2 separate regions of the Arabidopsis thaliana genome follow, and region 2 is linked to region 1. A link is a contact called in public capture Hi-C data. All regions are on one chromosome and are shown on one strand. The core of a region is the stretch at or near the end of the contact, and the rest is flanking DNA. Distances in the headings are between cores, read along the strand shown.

Region 1 (2,700 bases), core at 193-2,692:
TACAACCGATGAGTAGAGGGCCTGCCAGTACTCACTACGTTGGGATTCAAATCTTGTAAGATATAAACCATCAAGCCCGGAAGAAATCCCTTTAGCCACCCAAGATACTAGTCTAGAAGGACCAGACATTCGTCGTATGGTGGGATGTAGTGCGAATTTCACATTCAAATCACTCGTAAAATCCAACGGGCCAGAGTCATAGACATGTCCAGAAAGACAGGTTCTAACCAACTGGCTATCATCCTTCACAAAATTAGAAAACAATCAATGAGTCAAAACTAAATCAAGAGAGAAACAACATAAAAGCAGCATTTGATGACTTCAAATAAAACTGTATAGGAGACAATTCTCACCGGATGAATTTGAGCTTCACAATCATCCATGATCACCTGCATTGTTTAACATACTTTTAGATACCCATTGAAACAGAAACATAAAAAACAGCACAAAATGACCACAAAGTAGCTGGAAGTTGAATCCTTTTAAGCTTACCTGTAGAACTTTATACATACAAGCTTTAGGAGCACCAGAGAAAGCTAGAAAGATAACAGGACATGGTCTACTCTTTAACTCCTGAACAATAACAACAATAGCAACATTAAGTAACACACCAAAACCAAAAAAGAGAGAATCATTTAACATAAACATGTACCAATCTAAAAAAAGAACTCATCACATTCCTGACCATAAAACCTTACCTCAACAAGTTCAGAAAGAAGATGGAATGCTAAAGAAAGAGCCATTTCAGGATAAACCCTGAAAAACATAGACAAATAATCAAAACTACTTTTAGAGATTCTCAAAGAATATCTAAACGGAATCTTTTAGATTTCTTTACAATTTTGATTGATAAGAATTCACAAAAACGACATTTACAGAAAAAATCACAAGGAACCAAAAGATTTTTTCTGCTAAATGCTCATTTACAAATACTAAGCTACACAAAACCATTGATCATCGGAAAATTCTCAGAAATTAGCTAGTTCGCCGGAAAATATACTCAGAGAGATAGAGAGAACAAGAGAACGAACTTACGCGGTGAGAAAATCAGCGCGGCAAACAAGAGAATTCCAACCAAGAGAAGAATAAAGATCAACGAAATTCATAAGCTGGTTCTCGTTAATCGAGCTCCAAACAAAGATCACAACAACACCGTTAGATCCACCACCGTCAACAACCGCCGCATCTTCCATCTCTTTATCTAACTTCTTCCCCCAATAAACCCTACCACCGCCGATCATTTTCTCCGGCGACGAGACGACGATTATGATTCACTCAAGTTTTGATTTTGGTTATGAACCACTCGACGAAAGATGAGATCTTTGGGATACGGGTCCGTGGTTGTTATCATCACCCACGTCAGATCCTTGTGTTTAATTTTACCTCTTGGCGTAGTTTAGTTATTTCGGTTATAATGCGCCTTTTTTTTTAACGACGTTGTTTGTTTGCCACGTCATTAGTTTACCGTGTAAGTAATGGTCAAATACTATAAACAAGACATGTTTGCTTCATCCACGACTTCTGTAAGAAATGCAAAAGGTCTCTTTTTTTTAATATAAAGGGTTCCTATCATTCCTCCAAAATTGGAGTATGGAGATTAACAAAGTCCAATTTAACAACGATAGGTTCAAGTTGATGCTCGTTTAACTCGTAAAATATACGACGCATGGCTTAGATAGACTCTTTCTATGTCACATCTCCAACTGATTACATGTTCTTTCGTGAAAATGTAATTTGTCGTGGTAGGTTAAATTGTTTGACTATCATGATAAATTTACCGCAGCAATTTTTTAAATCAGTAGATTTCACCCAAAGACACTGATTTTCAAACATAAAAACTGGTCCGGTTATATGATTCTATCTACATATATATACTTTTGATCGAGGACAATTTTTTTAGATACAACATTCATTCGTACAAAGAGGAATGTCTAAAATTCCCTAAATATTTATAGAATATTAGAGTCCCAGTCAACTTAAATTTTGTTAATTATATACAATTGTAATGACCCGTTCATATCGTTTATACAAATTAATCAATTTCCTTCTCGCATGATCCACACAATTTCATTTATAATGGATATGATCCTCTTACTTTTTTTTTCTGTCAATGATGTTCTTCAAAAACTTCACAATATTGTGCAACACATAGAAGCCTCACATTTTTCAAGATGATCTAACAAAAGCAAACTTGTTGTTTGGATTTGACATAATACAATTATTGGGCCTTAATAGGCCAACGAAATTGGCAAGGTGAAGAAGAACAAAAGTGTGGGCAAAAGTCTGTGCCCCATTTACGTCACCTATAAATGCATTACAACGTGCGACGTATAGTGGAGGTAGGTGAAAAAAGAATCTAAAGAGAGTTATAGAGAAGAGAGATAAAAGAGCTTCTAAAGCAACCTTTCTTCTTCCTCTTTGTTGTTTTTGAATTTTTGTTCTTCTTGAGTGTAAATCTGTAAAAACCAAAAGACAACATCACAAGTTAGTGGTGTGTTTGTAATCCCTTTGATATAGTGAAGCTTGGGAGCAAGACATCTCCCCCGAGACGTAGCGGTTGAGGCCGTGAACTCGGTTATCAATTTTCTGTGTCTGTTTATTTCTTTACCAAGCAATCTCTATCACTCTTTTCTCCACAAGTGGTATCAGAGCTCCAGGCTTGTATAGGGTTGTTAAGGAGTTTCAGCTAAGGAGTTTCAG
Region 2 (2,700 bases), core at 144-2,643, 120 kb after region 1:
GCTCTATACGTCTCTTGACTCGGCTTAAATCCTTTCCCAACCATCTCAGCCTGAATGTTCAATGCTCTATCCATCTTCCCATCTTCACACAACCTCTTTACCAACAACTCATAACAATTCCGACTAGGATAAAACATTGCTTCTCTCACCGCATCCTTCACGATATCCGCAGCTTCAACAACTCTCTGTCCATCCCTATCATCACATAGCCCTTCAACTAACGCTTCAATTGTTAAACCATCTGCCTCAAAACCTTTCCTTTTCATCTCCCTATAAACAACCAAACCCGAATCAACATCCCCCGCTTTACAATACCCGTTAACAAGATGCTCATACGTCAAACAAGTACACTCAATCCCCTTCAACCCCATATCTCGAAAAAGCTCCTTCGCTTTCACAACTTCAAAGTTACTACAAAGCCCACCAATCATAGTGTTATAAGCCACAATATCATAAACCACTCCTCTCACCTTCATCTCTTCCCATACCTTCTCCGCTTCACTCATCAAACCTCGCGCACAATACGCCTCCATCAAAACATTATAGCTATAAACATTCGGAGAACATCCAACTTCCTCCTCCATTTCTCTCCATATCCTCTCCACCATCTCAGTCTCACCTTCTCTATAAAAACTCACCATCATCGAATTAAAAGTGGTCGCATTTGGCTTAATCTTACCTATCATCTTTTTAGCTTCATCAACACTAACATCATCTAAACCAAAAACTTCTCTATACATCTTATATCCATTAGAAGCACCTCTACGCCTAGAAACCTCTGTGATCAAAGCATTACAAGTACTAATCTGTGCATTGATTCCTCTAGACCTTAACTTTCTCATAACCATCACAGCTCCATCAATCTCTTTCGAATCAAGACAAGATTTTATCAACAAATCGAATACAAACGGAGCAGAGCCACATCGATTATAACTCTTAATCAACGAACGGAACACTTTCAAGACTCTGTCTTCGTCTTCGTCGGTGGCGGCGAGACGGAGAGCGAGACGTATGATTTCACTAGCGTGGCTTTTGAGACGAGATCGAGAGAGGATGTGGATGAGAGTTGAGCAGGAGTGTGTGTCGTGAGAGCAGAGAGAGTAACGGCGAGTGAAGAGGAAGAAACGGAGAGAGAGGTGAGGATTGTTGCGGAGGCAGAGAGTGATTTCGGAGAATTGAGAAGGTGTGAAGCCTGAAGGCTGGAGTGATCGGAGAGTGGACCAACGGGATTTGGAGCGGTGGTGTGTTAGGATTGAGACGGCGTCGGAAATTAGAGGATCTGATGGCGGAGACGGCGGAGAAGAGACGGTAGTGAGGAGAGAGATTGAGAGGATTGCATCGGGTTTGGGTTTCCGGGTCGGGTCGAGTATCCGTCTTAGTATTGAAGTTGACATTTTAAAAGTTTCTTTTACTTTCGAGTTGAACTCTCACAGTTTTATACTCTGGTTTGGAGAAAAACTGGGTAAAAAAATCTGACAAAACAGCCGATTCCTGCATAAACTTAGCTAACTATGAACTGAAAGAAACATATACGTGGGGTTATTGGCCCAAAGACATATATATGGTTCTCTTATGCAACTCCCGAGTACTCTCTTTCTTTGCATGGTTGATACATGATCGGATAGTATCAGAATTTTTCACATTGTTTGGGATTAAGATTTTTAAGTATTATATAAACGATGTCACAATTCTTAACTCTTGAGCTAGCTTTTGGGTTAAGTTAGGCCACATTTCTAATAGATAGACAATGTTTTTTGTTATAATGTTGAAGAGAGAAAAAATCACCTCTTCTTCTCTTTTTGATACTCATCGTAAATATGGCTTTTCTTACGCATAAATTTTGTGGGATTGACTTCCACACCAATTAGAATTAGGTTCTCTCTTCTCTACATAACTTAACTCTTACCTCCGATTAAACTCTTCCTCCTAAGGTATGTCTTCCAATCGACGATTTACCGCATTTGGAGGGAAAGAAACGCAAGGCGACATGGGGAAATAAAATCAACTCACAACCGGCTACTCAAGCTCATCGACAAGAACATAGAAATCGACTCAACTCAATACGTGAAACAATGGACAGAAACTACGACTACGGACGGATGGAGTGGCTCACCCTCAGCTCCATTCCGTAAGGCAGTCATCAAGTTTTTTTTATCACTTCAAGATTCTTTCAAAAATATAATTCAAAAACAGATGCATTCATTGTAAAAACATTTTTTGGTTTAATACAATTTTACATTCAATTTTTTAAAAAATAAAAATCTCACCTTTCTTAAAAATATTTTTTAAATTTTAACTTTTTCTTTATAGGTTTTTAAACCTTCGTATTTTAGTAAAAGGTAAATATTTAATAAACTTAGGCCATCTACATCGTTGATTCTCAAAAAGAGTTTCTCATGAATAAAATTTTATTTATTTTAATCAAATTCAGATAAAGTATTAAATTTTAATTAAAAAATAAAATCAACAATTCCTGAAAAAACACAGAGACGATTCTCACTTCTCTCTCCTCTTTTTCACTGCTTTATATTATTTTAATAATAAATATCTCTTCTAGATACTGCTGATGAAGGTGCTTATCAGATTAGATACCGGTTTAGCTGGTTAACTTAAATCAATTGTATAGCTATAGTATAAATACATGTACATTACACATTATGTGATTGAATGAGAAAATCAGATTAATATCCTCAACAAACT

The links. Capture Hi-C pulls out chosen DNA fragments and counts their contacts.
Region 2: a capture Hi-C map of seedling shows a contact between it and region 1, with 2.1 times the contacts expected there. The contact joins the promoter of AT2G15980 here to the promoter of AT2G15695 in region 1. A contact is called at or near these places in 1 of 26 Hi-C or Micro-C datasets (root) and 1 of 3 other capture datasets (seedling).

The regions. Positions count from the first base shown.
Region 1 is chr2:6,835,096-6,837,795 of TAIR10.1, forward strand. AT2G15695 (peptide methionine sulfoxide reductase (Protein of unknown function DUF829, transmembrane 53)) reads right to left here and starts at 1,443. Exons shown (of 7, transcript NM_127131.5): 1 at 1,036-1,443; 2 at 699-756; 3 at 493-573; 4 at 354-389; 5 at 4-243. The coding sequence starts at 1,241.
Region 2 is chr2:6,951,452-6,954,151 of TAIR10.1, forward strand. AT2G15980 (Tetratricopeptide repeat (TPR)-like superfamily protein) reads right to left here and starts at 1,394. Exons shown (of 1, transcript NM_127157.1): 1 at 1-1,394. The coding sequence starts at 1,394. It also overlaps the pseudogene AT2G15990.